5 separate regions of the Mus musculus genome follow, and regions 1, 2, 3 and 5 are each linked to region 4. The links are chromatin contacts, called in public Hi-C and HiChIP or PLAC-seq maps. All regions are on one chromosome and are shown on one strand. The core of a region is the stretch at or near the end of the contact, and the rest is flanking DNA. Distances in the headings are between cores, read along the strand shown. Region 1 holds the start of Bbs7 (Bardet-Biedl syndrome 7 (human)). Region 2 has its middle 10 kb from the start of Smim43. Region 3 has its middle 15 kb from the start of Gm25696. Region 4 holds the start of Zfp267 (zinc finger protein 267). Region 5 overlaps Anxa5 (annexin A5).

Region 1 (5,017 bases), core at 1,090-3,589, 460 kb after region 4:
TTTCATATAGTAAGTACTAATATTACATACATAAGTTCTTTCGGATCCTCAGCAATTTAAATGAGTAAACTTTTGGAGAGTGCTATTATATATAGAATATAATAAACAATAATCTTGATTTATTATTCTTGAAATGTCAGGTTCCTCTCATATATTTAAATACCTTATTTGTAAGAACTGACCTTATGTAAATCACTTCAAAAATGCAGCCAAAGGTCAAATAATGTATTTAAGTCCATTTATCAGGAAAAAAATCTTGTAATTCATCTTGATAAATGTAAACATATCAAAATAATATATTTCCTTTACAGCTATTAAAATACCATACTACTCTACAAAATAATTCGTTTTTGTCTATAAGATGTCAAGCTAATACAAAGTTCAACATTAAAAACACTAACTCAGTAAGGGTAGATTTAAACCAGGCATGACTGCACATGCCTACAATCCCTGAACTTCTGATGCTGAGGTAGGAAGATCAAGAGTTCGAGGCCAGCCTCAGCCACATCAAAGCATGTCTCAAAAATAAAATAAGTAAAAACAAAATAGAAACAACAACAAAATAGAAAGTTTACAGAAATCAATGTTCTGTTGAACTTTACACTTCGTTTTCCATGGTACACAGAGTGAATTATTACCAAAAATGGAGTGTTTGTTTTGTTTTTTCAGTGCTAGGGACTAACCTCAGGGCCTTGAACATGGTAACTAAGTCCCTACTACTGAACTGCAGCTGAAGCTCATGATGTATGGTCCTTACCGAGTTTCCTCACACAACTTACTACTTGTATGTAATATCAATGTCCGAGGACACTACTTTCTGTAAACGTTGGCTCCTATTCCAACTTTGTTCATTTCCATCTTAATGTCAGCACCTGTTACACACCAAGGTACCAGTAAGGATGGCAACGTGAGCCTGCCCTTTGAGAGGCAGGAGAAGGCGGAGAAGGCAGCATCTACAGCACCTTTTGTGTAGCCCTTTGTCTTGAGGTAGGAAGCAACTTCATAGTTTTCTGAGAGGTCACTCCGACCTAAGGAAACAGAACAGCCAGCTAGTTGCTTTCTACATGCTGTAATTTGAACATCCGAAAGTGGATGCTTTCGGACATGCTGTAATTTGAAGTTCTTACATTGATAATTTAAGAAGAACAGACCACATCATGGGAGTTTTAGTTTTTTTCAGTTTTAGGTTTTTTTTTTTCTCACTGAAATGTATATTCTTATCAGTTAACTTTCATTTTGATGAAATATGTCAGAGAAGGTCGGAATACAGGAAACAATCCAAAACGTTTAAAATATATATATAATCGTGTAACATTACTGGCAAGGAGCTTCAGAAAATATCTTCAGAAGCCCTTCCTATTAGTGATGGGAAATAGGGGACTTCCGCTGAAATAACATACCTGCTGACATCCTAAGATTCCAGTGAAACTGACCATGACTATTTACAAAAGGCACAGCGAGGAAAAACAGCATGACTTGTTCATCAAAGGTGACTGTCACCAGAACTTAAAAACAACCAATCATGAGAAAACCTGCTTGGTGCATGTATAACTATTCTGAATTTTTAGGCACGCTGCTACAGTTTTAAGCAATCCATTTAGTTTAACATTGTCAAGTGCTTTGAACCATAGCTTGGGGAAGTTGGACTTGGAGATTGTAGGTCCTATCCATCCAAGCTAAAGATGAGAACCCAAACTGGGAATCACAGAGATGGTGACTAATTGGACAGATCCAAGAGATATTGTCAGGGTGTAGCTTCCATAAAATACTAAAGAGAACTATCTGGCCCAACGCCCTGGGGAACTAAGTGGATGTTTATACCACGAAGAACTTCTTAAGAGATGGGTAGGAGGGATAAGAAGCCATGCACCACAGGGATGCCCGCTCTGGAGTCCGGCGCTTTGATTCAAACAGCAACTGCATGATTTGTTACTACGGGGCCAAGTATTTACCTTCTCTGGGCTCCTAATTCTTCATTTGCACTAACTACCTTAGTGGCAAATTTTTGTGATGATTTAGTCAGTTCATTAGGGCTGTGATGGTTCATTGAAATCTGGCTGGTGTGGTCAGGCCCAGTGGGAGTGACAGGGCGGTCGAGACCACTGGGAGCGGCTGGGACACCCCCAGGACCCGGGCCTGGAGGGACCGGGGCTTCCCCAGGCCCGCGTCCACCCACGAGGGCGCCCGCCAATCGGTTTACCTGGAGGTAGTCTGCCCGGCTTAACGTCAGATCCATGGCGGCCGCACGGAGAGGCGGGACCCGCTGTGGAAGCCTTCCCTCGGAGAGCCCACCACTAGACTGACGAGCCGGCCTGCGTCAGGGCAGCGGCGCCCAGCAACGCGGGCTCGACACGTGACCCATCTTAGCTCACTGTGAAGCCCCGCCCTCTCCCGGGGAGCTGCACCAGGAAAGGGGGGCGGAGGGAACGGTCCTCAGACGCTGGCCGGTTTCCAAGGCAACCGGGGCGCATTCTCTGCCTCCCAGCTCTGGGCCGCTGGGCCAGCGATCTGCTTGGAGCTTCGCTGGAGCTTCGCTCATGCATGTTCCTTCAGCTCTGAATGAAACTCTGGAGAAGCGAATATTTTGTGCCTTGTTCTACTCCTGGTTCTTCATTTTAGGCTTTGTCATACAAATTTTCCCCTCAAATATTTATTTTTGTTTTGTGTGTATATGAATAGTGCCTGATGTATTAATGTGCATCACATGCGTGTTGCCTTCTAAGGAGGCCAGGGCCTTGGGACTCCCATGTGTTTGTTAAGAAACCTAATCTTGGGTCCTGTGCAAGAGCAGCAAGTGCTCTTAAAAACACTGAGCCACCTTCCAGCCTGGCACGCAAATTCTAAAACAACAACCCCCCATAAACTGTATTTATGTAGTGTGTGTGTGTGTGTGTGTGTGTGTGTGTGTGTGTGTGTGTGTGTGTGTGTGTGTTTTGGAGGTCATGTCGAAGTCTGAGTACAACTTTCAGGAGTCATTCTTTCCACCCTGAGGATCGTTGGGCTTGGTGGCAACCTGCCCATTACCTGCTGAGCCATCTTGCCAATCCTCTTCCTCCCATTCTATAACTACACTCCCCTCCCCCAGGGCCACAGTACAAGACTCTGAGTCAAACAAATCAAATCGAAACATAATAATAATACCTAAGAAATGAGTTTGAAACAATAGAATAAGCGGAGAAACTAGACAGTAACGACACAGAAAATCTGAGTAAACTCGGGAGGCAGAGGCAGGCGGATTTCTGAGTTCGAGGCCAGTCTGGTCTACAAAGTGAGTTCCAGGACAGTCAGGGCTACACAGAGAAACCCTGTCTCGAAAAACCAAAACCAAAACCAAACCAAACAAACAAACAAAAAAACCAATAGCAAGTAATGAGAAGTCACCTTAAAAAGAAAGTTCAGGACAGGCGACTTCAAACAAAAGCACCAATTCTTCCCAAACTATTTCCTAAAATTGAAAGGATGGGGCTTTTTCAAACTCTTGTAGGCCAGCATTTCCTCATACCAAACCAAAACAGGACACAAGAGAAACACACACACACACACACACACACACACACACACACACACACACACACACCCATGCACACACCCCCATGCACATCTCACACACAGTCTCTTGCCACTTGTCTTGTTCTACCTTCAGGCTACTAACAAAAAGAGCATCAGCAGGTGCAATCCTTCCAACGGATATGAACTAGAGTTGTGAGCAAAAATAGACTTATTTTCTTTAAAACTTAAAAATAGAAAGAAAAAAAGGTGAAAGAAGGGAAAAAGTCAATGAAAAGTCTAAACAAAGATCACTGATGAAACAAAGAAGTAAAAATTTCAAAACAAGCAAGCAAACAACCTAGCAACGATTCCAACAGCACAACGAAGACATCATTCCAGCCAGGAGCTGTCAAGCACACCTGTGAGGCCAGCTACCCCTAAGTCTGGGTAAGTTGGTCATTAATGAAAAGCCCTGGGTAACATGGAGAAAACCTGTCTCAAAAAAAAAAAAACCCAAAACATAAAATTTCAACATGCTTTTGTGAAAAAAACCTTTGAGCAAATCTAACTGTATAAAGAACGTGTGCCAGGGCTGGAGAGAAGCAATAGTTAAGAACACTAGCTGCTCTTCCAGAGGATCTTGGTTCAATTCCTGGTAACCACATCGCAGCTTACATCTGTCTATAATTCCAGTTCCAGGGGATCTGACACTCTCACACAGACAAACATGCATACAAAACACCAATGCATATAAAATATATAAATAACCATGTGTCATCATAAAGTCTATATAATAAAAGTCCACAGCCAATGAATGTCAAAGTGAAGGGGGAAATCTGGAAGCATTTCTCCTAAGATCTGGAAAAAGTTAAGAGCATCCCCTTTTGCCACTCTTAGTATAGTACTGGACTGTGGAGTAATTAGGAAGAGAAAGAAATAAAAGTATACAAATTGAAAAAGAAGTTACATTGTCTCTGTTTGCAGATGATATGATCTATATATAGAAAGACTTAAAGACCTTGCTAAGAGTGTTAGAACTAATAAATTAAGTTTGTAAAATTGAGGTGTACAAAATTAACATATAAAACTCATCATTTTGTGCACCAAACTTTCTGAGACAAATTAATTTACTAAATAAATAGCCTAGGGGTTCTGTAGATGTGGCTCAGTTGGTAGGGTGCTTGCCTTGCATTTACAAAGCCCTAGGCTTGATTGCCAGCACTGCATCGCTGGGTGCGAGTCACATGACTAAAGCTTGCTTAGGGATACATTGTATTAAGGATGGGAATTATCAGGTGCGGTGGCACACTCCTTTAATCCCTGCACCAAGGAAACGGAGGCAGGTGGATTTCTGTGAATTTCAGGACAGCCAGAGCTATAGAGTGAGATCCTGTCTCAAAAAATAAATAAAACACTAATGAAAAAATTCATTTTTCACTCACAGAAACACGGAAGAAAAAGGAACCCCACCCCATATTATTGAACTGGAAGAATTAATACTGTTAAGATGTCCATGTTAACTTATAGT
Region 2 (5,042 bases), core at 1,964-4,463, 380 kb after region 4:
GTTCATACCTTCTCTTCTCCACTCCATCCCATGGGAATAGCTGAGATGGTTATGCAATGCTTTTACAATGAGATACTCTTCAGGAGACAAGACATCTGTGATGAGTTACTTATGATGGTCTCATATAACCATCTAGGGATGTCAATGAGGAGGAAGAGAGAAGGGAAGACAGGAAAGAAGCAGGGATACCTGGGAAGAGATTCTGTAAGGGTCTTAGGATTACTACTGCTATGATAAAAACAAACAAACCAACCAAAATCAAGTTACTGAGGAAGGAGTTTATTTGACTTATATTTCACGTCATAATCCATCATTGAAAGAAGTCAGGACAGGAACTCATGTAGGGTAGAAACCTAGAGGCCAGGAGCTGATGTAGAGACAATGGAGGGGTGCTTCTTATTGGCTTGCTCATCATGACTTACTCAACCTGCTTTCTTATAGAACCCAAAGCCACCAGCCTAGGGATGGCACCACTCACAGTAGACAGGGCCTTCCCATATCAACCACTAATTAACAAAATGTCCTACAGGCTTGCCTGCCTATAGCCCCACCTTATGAAGACATCTTTCCAACTGAGGTTTCCTCTTCCCAGATGACTCAGGTTGACAGAAAATTAGGCAGCCCAGGTGTGATGGTTTGTATATTCTTGGGACAGGGAGTGGCACCATTTGGAGGTGTGGCCTTGTTGGAATAGGTGTGACCTGATTGGAGTAGGTGTGTCACTGTGGGTGTGGGCATAAGATCCTCACCCTAGTTGCCTGGAAGTCAGTCTTCCACTAGCAGCCTTTGGATAAAGACAGAGAATTCTTAGCTCCTCCTGAACCATGCCTGCCTGGATGCTGCCATGCTCCCACCCACTTTGATGGTAATGGACTGAACCTCTGAATCTGTAAGCCAGCCCCATTTAATTGTTGTTTTTTTATAAGACTTGCCTTGGTCATGGTGTCTGTTCACAGCAGTAAAACCCTAACTAAGACACCAGGGCTGTAGGATGATCCCAGAATTTATCACATAGAAAACTTCTGCAAAAAACAGTTGAGATTCTCTTCTTGGCATGGAATGCCTTAAACACAACAGATGATGTATCAAATCCATCCATTACTGAAGACACACATTAAGTGGCAGAGTGCAATCGTGACCAAGCAGGATTTGTTTACATTAGAGTCTTCTGGTAAGTTAGCCAGGAATATTGGAGTCAATATGACTGTGGTTAACCTGAGACTTGGATTGATACTGTCATGGAGCAAAAGAAAGAATCTTAGCATTATTGAGCAGCAAATCTTTGCTCAACCCAGTTTTATTTAACAGTGGTGAGGCTGCTGACACCAACAAGGTCTACAGACTCTATAGGAACTGATGATGCTGGGAGCTGCGTGAGCTTAAGCACAGGTAAAGTATGGCTAAGGCTAAAATGGGCTACCCAAAGACGAAAAGAAAGTGAAGGGAAAGGGCCCTTCGTTTATAACCCAAGGCCTCCTTGGTGAGTCAGTAGCTTGTCAGATCTGGCTACTCCTTCAGCCGCAGCCTGAGCGCTCACATCTGGTGCTCCAAGCTGTTGTTCACACATCCACAGTGAACACTGAGACAGCCAGACTTGGATCCCAGCCCTGGCCCCCAACACTCTATCCTTTTCTATGCGACACAGTGCTGTGAGCTGCCCTGGTATTTCAAGTGCTGTTAACTTGGGCACTCTACCCTGCCAGCTGGGTCTCCTGGACACTTTCAGTTACCACTGAGACCCAGTGTTCTTAATCAGAATTCCGACTTGATTCAGGAGTCTCCCTCTTCCCTTATGGCATGGATAAAACTGAGAAGTGGGTCCTGAATGGTCTAAAAATGCACTCGGAGAATAGAATGATTTCTTATTTTTGGTCCACAAGAGAGCCTGTGGCCTACATTGACTTAATCTAATGGAAATATATGAGTAAGCCTTCCCGAAAGCTGAACAGTGCTTCATCATCTGTAGGCATACAGGCTGTTGAGTGGGGAGAGATGCAAAACAGTGAAGTCTAGATACCACAGAATCACGGCCCGGGCTGGAGGCACAAAGGACTGATCAGTACTACAGAGCTCGCTGTCATTGGGTTGGGAGGGCCACCAAAGTGCTGGAGGAGTTGACTCCTTCTGCAAGAGGTAGGGGCCAGTTATCTGCCACTTCCCAAGATACCTCAAGAAGCCAGGGGCAGGGAGGTTTCCTCCACAGCAGGTGGTCCAGATGATCTCCACAGGAGGGAAGAGAGAAAAGACTTAGGAAGCCCAAGAGAGTTTCTGCCCTGAAGGTTAATGTGATCCTACAATACACACTTAAGGATTTTCTCTCTGTCTCTCTTTTTCCCTCTCTATTCCTCTCCCCTTCCGTTCCACCCTCTCTCCTTTCTTCTCTCCCTTCCTGTTCTTTTTTTCTTTCTCTCCTCTTTCTCCATATATAAGCAAATGAGAATGGCATCCAAGTTTCTGCTGGCAGTCAGCCTGCATCCTCCAGAAACAGCCCCAGGGTAAACTCACTGGATAACGCATGGCAAAGCAAACAGACAGAGCCTGTAGCCCTGGTGGCACTGTTGGCCTTGCAATCCAACCAGTCCCCAAGGCTTGCTTTTGTCCTATTTTGGACAAAACCACATTATATCATCTTAAAATTTGGCATTTCTGAGAGTACTTTGCAGAAACCATCACTTTTCTTATCTGTCAGATGATGCTAAAATAGTTTAAAGACATCCAGTAGTTGAATTGTAACTAAGCAGAATAATGTGTAAAGCAAGCAAAGAAAATATACGCACAGCTCGTCGGGATCTTTTCCTCTGGAGATCTCAACAGGTACAGTTTAATTGTATTTATGCACACTCTGATCTAACGAACGTGCTGCCATTAGAGGAATAAATCGCAACCCCTAAACAAGATGTCCAGTTTCAGAGGTGTAAATGGACTCTAGCCCTTTTCCTACAAGGTCAGAAGCCATGGGTGATAAATTCAACAGCGAAGAGACTGTCCTATTCTTTTCTTTATGACCCAGAGAGCATGTAAAAAGAAAATGTTCAGGGTACTGATAAACCTAAAAGTACTTGACTACCAATACGCCCTTGTAGGTTTCGCCCCATCTGAAATCTGTTGGTCGGATTACACTCAATAATGAAACAGAAACTTTGCCATACCCAAAAGAAGTGCTTGTTCCTTCTCCTCCGGCGCCGCCGCCGTCTGTGCTCTTTATAATCAATCACTCTGTGGGTTGTAGGGCTGAGCTACGGGCTCGGAACTTCACGATACATCAAGAATTTCTCCGCCCACCCAAGCTGTACCACAGCCACCTCTCATAACTCAGTGCCCAACACCGCTGTACCTCACCCGTTTCCCTCTTTTTCTCCTGTATTTGCCGGCTGGAAGGGTTTCTGCAGGAGGAAACCAGCCAGACGTCAGCTTTGTTTGCTGACACCTTGGTTATTTACCAAGTGACACCCCTTCCCCCAGCCCCCTCCCGCCCCTGCGGAATTCCCTTGGATTCTCAGGTGCTGTGGAAAAAGTGGGTAAAAGCTTAATGTTAGAAGCAGACTCCCCCATTTCTGCCTTCACTATTGACTTTAATATGGGTTAAATAATAACGGGATCTCCAGTCTCCCTATTGTTCAACCTCCAAACTCGTTTCCAAAGTCTTGGAATTTCTATTTCTCAGGTAAAAGGAGATTTATGTTTCTATTGTGCAGACTGGTTTTTCAAACCAACAGACCACAGATTGTTTCCTGAGAGCCAGGTCGACTTGATTTGAAAACAGCCGACAACAACGACTTAAAAACTTGTAACGTGTGTTTATATAAACGCTCATCACAAATATTCCGCTTCTATTAAGCTTTGTTTACTTGCAAAGGTCATGAAAGAGCTATAGAAGGTTCTCCCTGCGGCCGCTGGGGGTCATTTGCTGAGTCCTGATGCCTAAGAGAGCAGGTGACCTGGCCCAGTTAAAATCTTTGCCTCGCACATTGTGGTCTCTGTGAGTGTTTGGATCTCAGCTCTACCATATGTAAGGGGCCAGCATTCTGGACAGTCTTTGCTGGCACAAGTCCTGAACTCTGGCCATGGTGGTAGCTTCTTTGTGTCTCTGTCCCCCTAAATTAGGGACATACACACAATTATCTCCACATCCTCTAGTTCCAAGACTCAAAGGGCTTACGTTCTTTCTGCCAAAACCAGGGGTGGTGGAAGAGGGAGATTATCCGGGTGAATTGTCCCCAGCTGCTATAATGATAGGCATGGTTCAAAATCCAAAGTGCCTTTTTTTCCTGGAGAGCAATTTGCTCTTGGAAGGACCTTGACCCACATCAGAGACTTCTGCAATCTCCAGCAGTCCAGACATTATTCCCTTTGCCTTTAGCTAGTTATTCCATGTAAGGAACTGTTTCTAACCAGCCACTTCACTGCAAACCAGGAAGCACGACTGAGCACAGCAGGGCAGTTCCCCAGAGGAAATCATCAAGGCCACAGGGGCAGGCCCTGCCTTTCTTTTAACTCTTTCTTCTGTGGTGAAAAGTCTCTCTCCTGTGTTTTGTCTTATAGAAAACCTGGGCACCAGCCTGAACCAGCTGCTGAGGTATTAGAGTCTCTTTGAAACTGAAAGGACTCTGCCCCCAGAGGCTCCCAGTTGTTGACACAGACCTCTCCAAGTTCCTTGAGCAAGCCCAAAGCACTTCCTACTTGGAAAGGGTGTGAGAAAGGCAGCCATGTTAGTGAGGCTGTGGTGAGCAGTATTGCTTGCTGGTGTTTTGTTGTTTGTTTGAGGTTGTATGATGGTTTGTTTTCTGCCTTTTATTTTTCTCCCTTTTTCATTCTTTGTTTCATATATATATATATATGTGTGTGTGTGTGTGTGTGTGTGTGTGTGTGTATGTATATATATATATACACACACATATATATATACATATACACACATATATGTGTATAATTTTATTTATTTATTTATTTATTTATTTATTTATTTTTAAACAGGGTTTCTTTGTGTAGCCCAGGCTGTCCTTGAACTCACAGAGTAATAATAACGGGGTCTCCAGTCTCCC
Region 3 (5,007 bases), core at 1,539-4,038, 430 kb before region 4:
CATTCAACCAAAGAGCTGGACCTAGGCTCCCCACACATATATAGCAGGTGTGCAGCTTGATCTTCATGTGGGTCCCAAAGAACTGGAGTGGGATCTATCCCTAAAGCTGTTGCTTGTCTGTGTAATTTGTTCCCCTAACTCAGTCTACTGCCTTGTCTGGCCTCAGTGGGAGAAGAAGCACCTAGCCTTGCAGAGACTTGATGTGCCAAGAGGGGAGGAGAGGGGGCGGGTGTACCCAGGAGGGCCCTCCACTCTCTCAGAGAAGGGGAGGGGGTGATGGAAAGGATTGTGGGAGGGAAGGACCAGGAGGAAAGACAGAGAATCTTCCGGTACATCTACTTAGACCCTTCTGGCTTTTAGAGTCTCCATTGAGAAGTCAGTGGTAATTCTAATAGATCTGCTTTTGTATGTTGCTTGGCTTTCTTTCCCTAGAGGCTTTTAATATTACTTCTTTTTTCTGTAAATTTAGTGTTTTGATTATTATGTAGTGATGGAACATTTTTTTTTCTGGTCCTATCTACTTGGTATTCTATATAATGCTTGTACCTTTATAGGCATCTCATTCTTGAAGTTAGGAAAAAAATTTTTCTATGATTTTTGTTGAAAATATTTTTTGGGTCTTTAGGCTGGGTTTCTTCTTCCTTTCCTCTGCTTATTTTTAGGTTTGGTCTTTTCATAGTGTCTCAGATTTCCTAGATGTTTTTATCAGGAGTTTTTTTGATTTAACATTTTCTTTGCCAAATGTTTCTTCTACTGTGTCTTCAACACCTGAGATTCTCGCTTCCATTTCTTACATTCTGTTGGTGATGCTCGCATCTGTAGTTCCTGCTCACTTGCCTAGGTTTTATATCTCCAGGATTCCCTTAGTTTGTGTTTTTTTTTTTTATTGCTTTCATTTCCATTTTCAGGTCTTGAACAGTTTTATTTGTTTCCTTCACCTGTTTGTATTTTCTTGGGTTTCCTTTAAGGAATTTACTCATTCCTTCCCAGTGTTTGTATTTTTTAGGATTTTTAAAAGGCATTTATTCATTTTCTCTTTATGGATCTCTATCATCATCATCATCATATATTTGATTTTAAACTTGTTTCCTGTGCTTCAGTTATGTTGGAATATTCACTGCCAATGGAGACGTGGCTATTGCCATGCCCCTGGCTGTTGTTGAGTGTGTTCTTATGCTAGTGTGTCAACATCTGGGTTTTTGGTGATTATAGGTCTAGATGCTGTTTTCTGGATTTGTCTTTTATGTCTGGGTATTGTGTTCCTTGGTTTCTGTTTCCTCTTTGGATTTTCAGGGAGTGTGATGGCTGCATGTTGCCTGTTTTCCTGACCTGCTCTGCTTGTATGTTCACAGGGAATGCACACCGGTGTTGGAGGCTGGGATACTAAGATGAGGTTTGGGGGTGGGGGTTAGGAGGGAGTGGTCAGTGGAATCTACAGGAAATGGGGGAAGGAGGAAGGGAGCTTCAGCTAGTGAACTGTTGCAGGGTTTGGGATTGGGTCTCGGGGAACAGAGGGAGAGGAGAAGAACTTCTGGGTCCACCCCTTGGTGTTTATCTTGCTTCTCATATTGGAAAACAGCACTGAAACAATTAGTAAAGACGTAAACAACTTGAGGCTAGGGTTGTAGTTCAGTCGGCAAAGAGCTTGCGTAGAGTGCAGGAAGTCCTGAGTCTAATCTTCAGAACCACGTGTGACTGAGCAACGTGGTGTATGCTTGTAATTGCTGCAGGAGAGTCAGAAGTTCAAGGTCAGCTACACAGTCAGTGTGAGGCCACTTTGAGCTGGCCTCAACTTATTGAGACCCTGTCTTACTCGCACATACTAAGCCCAACTATATTCAATGGTATTTTCAAATAATGTGATCCATCAAGTTTAAAAAAAAAAAAAGCCAACAACATAGGGTCTAGTAGGCTTGAAGGGAATATTCTGTTCTACTAGATCTATGGTAACCAACTAGTACCAGCCCTGTGTCTGTAGCTCTTTTTCTGCAGTATTGTTACTTAAATGCCCCACACCTTCTAAATGTCTGGAGCACTCCAGCAGATTCAGCAACTACAAAGTCTCCAGTTTCAAATACCCCAGAGGGAGTACTGGCCCTTCCCAAAAAGCAATTCCGAGTTTGTTAAGACCCTGTGATCATAGGTAATTTCGTGTTATAGTCATAGACTCTCACACAAATGTGTCACTATGAGTCCATGGTATTAGAGATGGCCCCAGAATTCTACTTTCTAAGTACGTTCTCCCATACTCTATTGCCCTTATAAGTATGAGCTTCTATGCCTGCAGTTCCCGAGGCCCTGCACTCTTTAGAAGTGTCTTTAGCGATGGAGTTCTAGATCAGAGAGTGCTACCCTACATCACTCAGCAGCCCACCCAGTCCTGACTCCACCCTTTTTAAAAATTCTTTCTATAGACCCAAAAAGGAGTACTTCCGGGAACTGGAAGTGCCAGGAAAGGAGGAGTTATAGGACTTTGCAGAGCAAATGACTGATAAAAGGGAAGGCAGAAACCTTGGGTGGGGCTGTCATCCCCACCACTACTGGTAGTGGCTAGTTTTTCCAGGGCAAAAGTCACCTGCCTTAAAGGAAAATTGTGGAAAGGGAGAGGCTGAAGAGCCTGTATCAGGAGGCCAGTGCTGCTTCTAAAACAGGTTTCTCCAGTTCTGCTTCTGAAAAGCTAGCTGGGTCTGTAGTGAGCTTTAAGGGTAGATTTCCTCCTGACTGCGCTTCTGACTCATTACAGGTCTTTCTTCTTGTTGAGCTGAATTTGTTACTCAGAGAGGTAAACCACACCCACCGAACTTGCGACTTCTCCCTGACCAGGGTGGGGGAGCTTCCTGAGACAAGAGTACACATCACACAGCACATTGTGAAATTGACTTCACCCTCAATTAAGTCTGTACTTTGACTCTATAAGTGACGCTGGTTTTGCCATATATGTCATCTGTGATGGAACTGCCTTCTGTTGTCCTTGTCATCAGTACTCAACACATTTCAGTAAGAGTTACGTGGCTAAGGCAGACTGGATCCTTTCTTTCTTTCTTTCTTTCTTTCTTTCTTTCTTTCTTTCTTTCTTTCTTTCTTTCTTCCTTCCTTCCTTCCTTCCTTCCTTCCTTCCTTCCTTCCTTTCTTTCTTTCTTCCTTCCTTTCTTCCTTCCTTCCTGCCTCTCTCTTCTTCCTTCCTTTCTTTCTTTCTTTCTTTCTTTCTTTCTTTCTTTCTTTCTTTCTTTCTTTCTTTCCTTCCTTCCTTCCTTCCTTCCTTCTCTTTTTCTTTCTTTTGTACCTCCCTAGCACAAACATCAGTTTACAGTTTACAGCAATGCAATCTCCTGTGACACCTCATGGGGAAAAAAGCAGTCTGGCTGTCCAACAGTAATATGATTCCCCGAGTCAGGTAAATGGAGTAGGCCCCACTCCCACCCCTGCACCCCATATCTGTGCTGAAAAAAAAAAAGTCACCAGCTCCCTGGCTCCTCTCCAGGCTCCTCACATCTGCACTTTCTCTTTCCCATTCTCTGCCAAGCTGGGACTGAAGGTCCTGCCCTGCTCTCCATCTACATTCTCCACCCTGTCCGCCTTGTCTCCTTCCTTATTCTATGGAACCAACGCACACCTCTCTCCTTTGTCTACCTTTTCAAACTCAGAAATAAAACAAAAGGCCTAGGCAAAGCTGTTCCATTAACATTTTACCCAGCTTCTTCTTCTTGGTCTCCACCCACAGCTTCTTCCTCTATGTCACCCTCACTTCAAAGGGAACCTGTTTCCACTTGCAGAGTTCTGGCAGACCTGCAGTGTGCACCAGAAGACAACCATTTTGTTGCAGCTGTCTTTACCTTGGTGGCCCTCCTATTGGAAAGGTTCTCTATCTCTCAATTCTAATGGATATTTCTTATCAAAATTTCCACCCATTCCCCTTGGTCCTCACCCATTTCCTCTCCACATCCACTGTGACAAAAATGGCACCTACATCTGAGTCTTCCAGCTGCTTGACATTATAACAGCTGTACTAACTCACTGGCCTGTTCCAAACGGATCACTTGGCCTCCTGAGCCACTAAGCGTTCAGACTAGATGTCTAACAGAGGCCTGGTTTGGTTTTTGTTTTTGTTTTCCCCTTATTTGGTTGCTCTAAATTGTTCTGTCTGTCATTTCACTGTTGTACACCTGAACACACACACTCTTTGATTGACACTCTGATCCATTTTGGCTACACATTTATACGTCAGAACTTAGATCCTGAATTCCCTACTGGGCTTTTTTATTCTACATTTCACTATCTCCTGATATTTCCATTTGACTTTCCTGTTATCATCTCAAACTCTCATCCCTGTTATAATACTCAACACCTTCTTTAAGTTTTACTAACATATATATAATTATTATTAACAGCATACATGTTGTTATGAAATTCATATAATAAATTTCATTATATTTTATAAGTACATATTATATATTTTACTCATATTTACCCCCATTGCCTTCTCTTGGGAGGGAGCTCCCAATACTTCCGATCTTTTTCTACTTCCCAACTTGTGTGTATGTGTGTGTGTTTGTGTGTGTGTGCACGCACATGTGCTTGCACACACATCTGCATGTGATGAGCGTTGCTTATATGAGCATCTGTTATGGGTTGTTTACAGTGGCACAGACATCAGTAGGTACACCTCTTAAAAGTACATCACATCCTACCCAACAAAGGCGTGGCCTCTTAAGCTCCTCCCTCGGATCCACTGTTAATTAAATGGCACTTTTTCTCACTCACAGAGTTTGCTTTGCTGTCCATACTGACCCCAAACTCTGGACCTCAGGGGATCTTCCCGCTCGAGCCTCCCGAGCATCTGGGATTACATCATAGGCCCTTGGTCCCTGCTCCCAAGCTCTCTTTCTCTTTCCAACATTCTTCTCTTTTCTTTTCCTTCTGTTCTATTTCCATGGAAATAGTTTTCTGCACTCCATTTGCCATTGTATTAATCTTCATAAAACCCTGCTCCTAATCATGCATTGCCTA
Region 4 (4,513 bases), core at 687-3,186:
CCAGTCTTCCTCATCTCTCTGAGAACAAGTTTACACGGGAAGCTGAAAAGATGGGACATTATGAGAGCAGTAGGAGTAAAGTTGAGCCAGCTCACTCTCCGGGGCTGCACCATCCGGGGCTGTACCACCTTGACACCCATCAGCTGACCAGATCAGAAATAGTTCAACTGAACCTCAAGTGAGGAGCTGCCTTATCACCATCCGCTAAGTTTTAGTGTGGTTTGTTATTCAGAGATAGAAGATGAATGCACACTTACAGGCACGATACCATGACTTAATGATATTTTAATCCTAAGTTACCTGGCAAATAGTAGCTGCTATATATGCATTAGTTTACTTCCCCACTAATTAAAGTTGGATGATCTATTGCTAGATGGTGTTGAATTATACAGAAAAATTTGTAGACATGTGTGCATATGGTTGGGTAATTAAATTTGCACCATGTCTCACAAAAGAAAACCCGAATCTACAGCCTGACAATTAGGTCCAAGGCCAAACTAAAAAGGGGTGGTGGTGGTGGTGGTAATTTTTCTTATAATCTATTTAAATCACAGGGGGGCAAGGCCATGGAGGGATCAAGAGACAGGCTTCCCTCCTCATGTGCCCACCTTTGAACACTCCTGGTTGAAGTCCCCTGATCTGTTTTAGGACATGGTTACCCCCATTCACTGGGACCTAAAAGAAATATTGGCAGGAAACTGTGTTGCTTCACTTCTGACATAAATGGGAGAGATTCTCAGGTTCCCCTCACTTTCTTGAGGTCAGGAAAATTATAGCTCTCAGAAGAGGACTGTGACAGACGTGACCTGAAACCTGCTGAAGACCCGAATTTGGATGATTTAGTATAGTAACATATATATATATATATATATATATATATATATATATATATATATATATATATACACACACACACACACACACACACACATATATGTGTGTGTATACATATGTGTGCATGTATGTATATGTGTATATGTATGTATGTATGTATGTATACATATATGTATATGTGTGTGTGTGTGTGTGTGTAACCAATTCCACATATGATGATATGTTTGGATATACTGGGTTTTATTACAATCACTGTTTTAACTTTAATATGAACAGTAGAAAATTTTAAATTAAGTAAGTGTCTTAGTCAGGGTTTCTATTCCTGCACAAACATCATGACCAAGAAGCAAGTTGGGGAGGAAAGGGTTTATTAGGCTTACACTTCCATACTGCTGTTCATCATCAAAGGAAGTCAGGACTGGAACTCAAGCAGGTCAGGGAGCAGGAGCTGATGCAGAGGCCATGGAGGGATGTTCTTTACTGGCATGCTTTGCTAGCTTGCTCAGCTTGCTTTCTTATAGAACCCAAGACTACCAGCCCAGAGATGGTCCCACCTACAAGGGGCCTTTCCCCCTTGATCACTAATTGAGAAAATGCCTTACAGTTGGATCTCATGGAGGCATTTCCTCAACTGAAGCTCCTTTCTCTATTGTAACCCCAACTGTGTCAAGTTGACACAAAACTAGCCAGTACAGTAACACTTGAGTATTACTCCCCCTTTCTATATTCAATATTGCTGATTCAGGAGATTTTTTTCCCCTTTTAAAATTTGAAATTCAAGGACAGAGCTCAGGGGGAAATGGTGCCAAAGCTCTTCTCTATTGCGAATAATATACATATATATGATTCATAAATTGGTCTGACTTTATATACAATAGTAAATGGGAATGATTCCTCTAGGGTCAGCTTTACTACAACTGTACCAAAAACTTGTCATTTCAGCCCATAGGGTAGTGCTGGGGCCTGATGGGGCGGGACCGGAAAGTCATCCAATCAGCAGCACGATGGTGAGAACTTCGAATCAGACGTTTAGACAGGGTAGAGGGGGCGGGCCTTCATGCTGTGTTTCTGAAGTCCAGGATCTTGGAATCCTCCTCAGGCTGGGTCTCTTCCGGTGTAGACTGTAGCTCAGCCCTGCGGCATCCGTTTGCCCTGCGTCTGTAGGGTGCCGGGCCATCCACCGGGAGGACGCGGACTCCGCGTAGTCAAGCCACAATGGTGAGTGTGCATGGTGTCCTGAGACTGGAGGGAGGCTGTGTAGAGCCGGTGGGAATCGGCTGCGGCCAGTGCTCGATGTGGGAGGACGGTGAGCACTGCTGAAGCCTGCTGGTGAGTGTGTGCGTGGCGCGGCGAGGCTGGAGGGCTGCGGGGAGCCGAGGGGGAGCCGGCGACTGCATGGGGGGCGACGGCGGCCCCGCCTTCCTGCGGCCGGCCCTTGGGATCGGCCGGCTTGAGGTCCCCCTTGGTGGGCCATGCGTCACCGCGCAGCCTGAGCTGGAGATCCCCGGTACCCGGCCGCGCCCCCGAGCTAGCCGGTGCAGTGAAGGCCCAGGGTCAGACCCTGCTGCCCTGGAGTCCTCAGAGGCTCCAGCCTAGTAGCCCGGATTGTGCGGCGATAACCTGCAAGCGTAGGGCTCCCGCAGGGAAAGTGTTCAGTGAGGTGTCCTGTCCCTCCTCCCGAGCAGTCTAGATAAACGCGAAGCAGAATCTCCTATCCAGATGACTGCTCTTCCCCTGTCCTCGCTTCTCCTCTGGTTGGAGGAAGATTCCTAAATTTCCATCTCCTGACCGCATTCCCAAATGCCCATTTAAAAAATAATATTAACACCCATTTCCCACGCAGCATTTCAAATAGACATACATTTTGCTTGATTGGTTTTTTTCCCCACTCCACACACTGGGCGACATTTTAAAAAGGATTTACCCTATGGATATTTAACATAAAATCACTTGATTTTTTATTAAAACACACACACACAATGCCTCTCATTTTGTCATCCTTAGACACAGGAACCCCAATCAGAATGCTTTGGGGTTGTACTTGCCTTTTGGAGATTTTCCATAGTGATGGGTCTATCTTCATCTGACTCTACTTGGCCCTTTCCTTGCCCGGGTTTCAGAGATGCCAACACCAGCTGCCTTGTCTCCAGTGTCTAGGAGCATCCAATGATGTCAGTGTCTGGGCTGATCGTCCCAGCAGCCTGGGGTGTGAGGCTAGACCGCATTGGGACGCTGCTGGATGTCTTGGTGTTCTCCCATCTGAAACGCACTTGAGCTATCTCAGCCTTTTGATCAATATTCTGCCAGTTGTACTTAGCATGCAGGAGGCCTTCTGGTTGCTTAATTAAATCCTTGCTGCAAGTTTGTAAGAATGAATCCAGACTGCCAAGTAGTCATGGGAGAAGTGTTCTGTAAACCAGTTCTGGGCTTTCCCGCCTTGCTCTGCATCCCTTGTAGGGACGGAAGGTGACAGGGCTCATGGGCCTGCTTGTCCCCTTGTTTAGACTCACTAGCCTTTCTTGCTTCCTTGTTCTGTTGTTATTGTCTCTTTTTCATTTGTTTATTTATCTTCTGAGCTGGATAGGTGCATGCCAGCCATGGGATCCTGTGGGGTGAGAGGATTCTGGTCGTCTGTCCATAAAGGGAATCCCAGGGACCAAACTTAGGTTGACAGTTGTGGCAGCCAGTGCCTTTAACCCACTGAGGCGGTTCCTGAGAGCAGCCATTGGGGAAAAAAAAGTTCTTAAGGGATTAGTAAAAAGGCCTTTTCTTTTTAGCCTGGAAATAAGTCTTGTGAGTTTTCCTTTCTCAGCATGAAGCCGGTCTGCAAGGTAAACCTGGCTGTGGGTTGGCCTTTCTCAGCAGGAGACCCCCGGTAGCTCTAAGCTAGCAAAGAAAGGCCTAATTTTTAAATGTGAAACCACACCATGCTGGCAGGTAATTGGGCCTCAACCTCTACCCAGAAGCCTTTTTTTTTACTTAAGAGACTAAGATAATTTAAACCTTTTTAACGTTTTTAAATTTGTATCATCAACAAGTTCAACTTTTGTACCCAAAGTTATTGTAAGGCCAAAATGTTTGTAAAGTGAAACCGACTTTCTAGGTATGGCTGGACTGATCTGGCAGCGGTAGCCTAGGCAGTGGGGCTGGCTGAAGTCAGCTAAACATAAGCTAAGGCCCACTGCCAACACTATCACAGAGATCTGAGAGGGATAAATTTGAGTAGGAAATACAGACCCAATGGCCTCTGTATCAATGAGGAATGACAGAATCTAACCTGCTACCTGGACAGGCCACCTGGGCTCCTCCATGCTGATCTTGATAGCTTTGTTGCAGGCAGAGGACCCAGGGCAGTATTAGTCTTTGGTCTGCAGGTCCAGAAAATCCAAGAAACTTTCCGAGGAGGAATTTGGGGACTGAGCTACCTTGACGAGAGCAGGAGAGAGGCAGTAGATTGTCCAGTGTTGCCCTTGTCTACAGTTTGGCCAGGTCCTAGTGGTTGGGGAGGTGAATGGCAGTTCTTTGTCCAGTTACCATCGCAGCTCTGTTCCAGGTGAAGTCCACTGCCCCTTCTTCTTTGGTGGAGGGTGAGGGCTGTGGCCAGGCGCTGGGGTTTCTGCCTTTTTCATTAAACACCTGAAATGCCATATTTCAGCAGATCTCTCTGAGGGGCTTGAGG
Region 5 (4,333 bases), core at 947-3,446, 300 kb after region 4:
GGCACCAATTCTGCAGAGCTTTGACAACTCTGGCAGGGGTGTAGCTCCGTGGTGGAATACTTGCTCATGATCTGCTAGGGTCAATTTCCAGACCCACCACCTCCTCCCCAAAGAGAGAGAAAGGGAGGGAGGGAGGGAGGGAGGGAGGGAGGGAGGGAGGGAGACATACAGAGGATGGTATCTGGAGATGAAGGTTAGCTTAGGCTATGTGGTATAAGCCTGTCTCTCCAAAGAAGAGATACATGTTCACTGCTCTCATTCAGATTAACTAATGAGTCTCTTTAAAAGTGATCTGAGAAGAACTACTGTTTTCACAGCAGGTTCACAGCAAGATGGAGCAGGGCGTTACAAACTGGAAAATACAGCACACGGTAAAGCATTTTCTTTTTCTGATTAGTTTCCTATTGTAGCCCAGGCTGGCCTGGAACTCGAAACATCCTCTTGCCTCAGCCTCCTCGATGTACGGATGACAGGTGTGGGCCAGCACAGTCAGCTCATCGCTCAGGAGCCGGCAAGTGTGTGTTGCACCGCTTATGTGATGGACTGGGCTCTGCGTCTATGGAGCTTGGGCGGGAGTGTGTGTGTGTGTGTGTGTGTGTGTGTGTGTGTGTGTGTGTGTGTGTGTTTATGGGTGGGTGGGGTGTCCAACTTCACATTACCACACACACAATTTTTACAGTTTCCTTGGTTATTTTGTAGAACAGTGAGGTCTGTGAAAAGATCGCTGTCATTATTTAATAAGGATATTAACATTTTACTTAGGAAAAAAAGTAGCCGTGAGTATATAGCATATGTACAAATGTCAAGGTAACTCCACTTCAAGGCACCCAAAGGTGGGAAACAGGAAGGCAAGGCTGAAGAAATGGCTTCCTAAAGAGTACTGTCTGTGTTATCTGTGATGAGACAGACGTGTGGTGCCTGAGCACAGGTAACCAGCCTCGTGGCAGAACATGGATTAGAATAAATGGGTTATCTTAGGTTATGAGCCATTAGGTTATTTCTGGGACTATGGGACTGGAGGAAGAAACTTCTACAATTATCTCAAGGAGGAGGAGGAGAAGGTAAAGAGCAGAGTTACAAGCAAACTCGAACACACTGAAATTTTAGGTTGTGCAAAATTTACTCTTTCTGCTGCTAGTAGAAGCTCCATAGTATTGTCCTAGCTGGTGAGGAAATAAATCTCTTCTCTTCACCTCCCCTCCTCCCACCAGGGGACCCTCCCCTCCCCAGCTTTCATCCCACCAGGAAACTGTTTTACACACACACACACACACACACACACACACACAGAGGAACACATGCACCTCCACCCCACCCCACCCCCTTCCTCCATCCACACCCTACCCCCACCTCCCATCCCCCACCCCCCATTCTCTCTCCATCCTTTACCTCACCGCATTAGGAAGTTCAGTCTGCGATACTGCATGTTTTAGTACCCCAAGACCAACTATAGTTTTAGCTTTAACTAATACTACTGTCAAGTGCCTGCTTTCAAAGGGATATCATTGTTAAATAAGCTTTCTAAACACAAACCTACACAGGATTTGGAGGGAAGGGAATGTTTTTATTTGTCGCCAATGTTTTGGATACTACCATCATAATTTTGCAGGTCTGCTAGAGCAGTAAGCTTGATTGACAGCATTTCCAAGAGTTCACAATTTCACCGCTAAGGTTCCAATCAAGATAATAGGGTTATTAACTTAATATAAATGAAGCTTTAAAAAAGGATATAAAAAGCAATTCATAGACAATATTAATAACTCAGACATTGGACTGAGAGATATGGGAAGGTCACTACCTACTGTAGACAGAACATCAGAAGGGCGGGACACTGCTTTCATCTAAGACACCTTTGGTCATTAGCATACTAGTGTAAGGCAGCGCGGCAGGCACAGAATGCAAGCAAGTGTGGTGCTGAGGAAAGCTGATGGTGGGCAGCAGGCACAGGGCGCTCCAGGCGGCTCTCAGTCATCCTCGCCCCCGCAGAGCAGCAGCAGGGCCTTCTTATAGTCTCCAGATGTGTCGCCCTGGAACCCAAACACACTCTGTCAACTCCATGACTCACAAAAGCCACAGGAAATAAAAAGATGAGGAAATGGCTGAGGGTGACTATCGTTCCTGTGACTTTTCTCCCCACTGGGCAACTTCTCTGCATGACTCTCACAACAGGAATGTTACACAGGGAAATTCCTACCAATACCGCTCAGTTTAACTTTCTAATTTTACCCCTCGAGGGCTGTTCTCTTAATGGAGTGGACTGTGTTCTTCCATGGAGAAGCAGAGAAGCCGTTCCAAGTATGTTAAATCATCATGCCTTCAAACAGACGCCCAGTTTCTCTCGGGTAACAAAGGCATGCAGGGCCTCTCAGGGGCTGTGGCTTTGCCTCGGACATGGGCATAGGGCATGCCTTCCTTGGGCTCCCCTCATGCCGCTTATGTGTGAAATGCTAGTGTCTTAAGTGCACAGACTCGCTGGCAACCCTCAACCCAAGCTCCACACACCACACACATTAAATCCAACGCTTTTGCTCAACTGAAACCTCTCTCTACACGTGGTCCACAAGGAAAGATGTCAAGAGACTTCCTTTCAGCCACACTTCAAGGTCACAGGGGTCTCTTGCTGCAGCTATGACCTGACACCAGGGGCACAGTGACCACAGACAAGGAAGAAAGAAACACTGACGAGAGGGAGGAGCTAACAAAGGCAGCTGATACTGATGGATACACAAGCACACATTCTAAAAACGGACAAAGCCTTGGGTCGGTTGAGCCTTGGCCGGGGCTGTAACCCAGCTCCCCCTTTATCCTTCTTTAGAACCCCTCTAATCCTATGACTAATATTTTAACTTAGCACGGGAACTGGATTCTTCCATCCATTTCCTTCATGCTGCCCGATCTGGCTCTGTGTTTCTAATGTAAACCAAAGTTCTACCTTGATCATAGAATACAGGGAGGTGGCGAAGTTCTTCCTAAACTCCTTCCTTATGTTAAACAGGTCAATCTCACTCCTCGACACCACGACTCTGATGAGGGTGTGATCGTCCGTCCCAGCACCCTTTAAAGGAGAAAAGAGTGCAGGTGTTAAAAGTCTTCACATACAGCACCAAATGCCCCTGGTTTGAGGTAAATCATTGAAGTCTGGTAACGTAGAAGAAACAGGCTACACATCGGAAAGAGACATGCATCCCCAGGCTGTCACATGAAGCATAGTCAGAGCTAGAGAAGGCTGCATTTATTAGATGCAGGGTGTCTACTCACCTTCATGGCATAGTAGAGGGTCTCTGCAAGGTAGGCAGGTATGCTCCGAATAGACTTCACTAAGAAAACACATAGTACAACTGTCAAAAGCTATTCGGACATGAAGAATGATGTAATCAAAATGCAAACACTGTCTCCTGTTCTTAGCTCTGCTTCTAAGTGTAAAAGTGAGGTGCCCTGCAGAGGGGCATCTGCAAGCTGCTGGGGTTCCCTCCGCAGCTGTCTTCTGACTCTCTAGCTTGGCTCTCTTCAGAGGACTGTGCGGGTCCAGAAAGGCCCTGGAAAAGAGGCTCTTCTCTGTGCCCCTTTGTTCTCTGCGGTCTTTGTTGGCACCTGGGTGGTGATAATGCCACAGCTTTCACCACCGATAAATTATATAAGTAGCTTGGAAGTTTCTGTTCCAAGATATCTGATCAAATGATACAAGAATACTACTCTAATCTCTGGAAACATTTGGACTGACTTTCTGTAACCTCTCCGGAATCTCTGAGCTAAATCTCACAATTCACACAAGCAGCCTGGATGTATCCTTTGCAGTTCAAACACTTAACCTATGGCAGCTCACCCCACCACATCACAGCTGACATAGGTTAAGGGCGTGCAGACCAGAGTCACTCAGCAAACGACACCTAGCACACAAAAACTCTGTAGGCTATAAAACTGACAATCCTTGAGCTCTGAAACTTCTCGGTTCTTCCTTTTCAAAGATTACAAAAAGCAGCTTCTCAGGCAGATTGAGAAATGATCATCTGGCTAGAAAAACAAATGTGTGTGTTTGGTATGAAAGAAGGTGGGTGTTTTCAGGTTAAATAATTTGGAGTTTTAATTAAGTGCTCATAACAACGGTGACGTTCTTGTGTGTCTTCATCATGAAAGAGCCAAGTGTCTAACTCATTGACTGTGTGCTCAGATGAAAGGCTACTTTTTAAAGTTGGTTCTTGCACAAATGCTCAGAATAGACAGAGGCAGCCTTCAGACCATGTGAGTCCAGGACCTGGGCCTGCAGGATCTGGAGAGCATCTAAAAACTATAACCACCTGCAAATTCACTTCTCCAGTCATTCTGAGCACTTAAT

What was found. A called contact is a pair of places that touch in the nucleus more often than the background predicts. HiChIP or PLAC-seq counts read pairs in DNA pulled down with a chosen protein or histone mark.
Region 1: a contact with region 4 is called in a Hi-C map of forebrain, with 7 times the contacts expected there. The contact joins the promoter of Bbs7 here to the promoter of Zfp267 in region 4. A contact is called at or near these places in 1 of 484 Hi-C or Micro-C datasets (forebrain), 3 of 115 datasets of contacts at active chromatin or transcription factors (astrocytes, bone marrow-derived macrophages and embryonic stem cells) and 1 of 9 other capture datasets (adipose tissue).
Region 2: an H3K27ac HiChIP or PLAC-seq map of trophoblast stem cells shows a contact between it and region 4, with 6 times the contacts expected there. The contact joins the enhancer-like site here to the promoter of Zfp267 in region 4. A contact is called at or near these places in 6 of 39 promoter capture datasets (cranial neural crest, hippocampal neurons, liver and 2 more), 5 of 115 datasets of contacts at active chromatin or transcription factors (acute myeloid leukemia, bone marrow-derived macrophages, cardiomyocytes and 2 more) and 2 of 9 other capture datasets (adipose tissue and liver).
Region 3: an H3K27ac HiChIP or PLAC-seq map of embryonic stem cells shows a contact between it and region 4, with 3 times the contacts expected there. The contact joins the enhancer-like site here to the promoter of Zfp267 in region 4. A contact is called at or near these places in 2 of 39 promoter capture datasets (liver and pre-B cells), 10 of 115 datasets of contacts at active chromatin or transcription factors (the NIH/3T3 cell line, bone marrow-derived macrophages, embryonic stem cells and 3 more) and 1 of 9 other capture datasets (liver).
Region 5: a contact with region 4 is called in an H3K4me3 HiChIP or PLAC-seq map of bone marrow-derived macrophages, with 3 times the contacts expected there. The contact joins the enhancer-like site here to the promoter of Zfp267 in region 4. A contact is called at or near these places in 14 of 39 promoter capture datasets (the 3T3-L1 cell line, 3T3-L1-derived adipocytes, the HPC-7 cell line and 8 more), 1 of 484 Hi-C or Micro-C datasets (bone marrow-derived macrophages), 21 of 115 datasets of contacts at active chromatin or transcription factors (the NIH/3T3 cell line, bone marrow-derived macrophages, differentiating embryonic stem cells and 11 more) and 3 of 9 other capture datasets (adipose tissue, liver and pancreatic islet).

What each region holds. Positions count from the first base shown.
Region 1 is chr3:36,611,050-36,616,066 of GRCm38.p6, forward strand. Bbs7 (Bardet-Biedl syndrome 7 (human)) reads right to left here and starts at 2,340. Exons shown (of 19, transcript NM_027810.3): 1 at 2,201-2,340; 2 at 963-1,028. The coding sequence starts at 2,236.
Region 2 is chr3:36,528,963-36,534,004 of GRCm38.p6, forward strand. No RefSeq gene overlaps it. Among named protein-coding and RNA genes, the nearest start is that of Smim43, 10 kb to the left of the region's middle. Within about 2 kb of position 3,214, at least 72 of the 459 cell types and tissues checked have an H3K27ac peak or open chromatin away from gene starts, as enhancers often do. A contact at or near this core is called in adipose tissue, bone marrow-derived macrophages, forebrain and 2 more, where this site is marked.
Region 3 is chr3:35,718,298-35,723,304 of GRCm38.p6, forward strand. No RefSeq gene overlaps it. Among named protein-coding and RNA genes, the nearest start is that of Gm25696, 15 kb to the right of the region's middle. Within about 2 kb of position 2,789, at least 134 of the 459 cell types and tissues checked have an H3K27ac peak or open chromatin away from gene starts, as enhancers often do. A contact at or near this core is called in embryonic stem cells, memory CD8 T cells and regulatory T cells, where this site is marked.
Region 4 is chr3:36,149,144-36,153,656 of GRCm38.p6, forward strand. It overlaps Zfp267 (zinc finger protein 267), which reads left to right and starts at 1,937. Exons shown (of 4, transcript NM_001101478.1): 1 at 1,937-2,052. The coding sequence starts at 2,050.
Region 5 is chr3:36,447,380-36,451,712 of GRCm38.p6, forward strand. Anxa5 (annexin A5) reads right to left here. Exons shown (of 13, transcript NM_009673.2): 11 at 3,259-3,317; 12 at 2,933-3,055; 13 at 1,544-2,027. The coding sequence ends at 1,965. Among named protein-coding and RNA genes, the nearest start is that of Mir7009, 26 kb to the right of the region's middle. Within about 2 kb of position 2,197, at least 126 of the 459 cell types and tissues checked have an H3K27ac peak or open chromatin away from gene starts, as enhancers often do. A contact at or near this core is called in the NIH/3T3 cell line, adipose tissue, bone marrow-derived macrophages and 1 more, where this site is marked.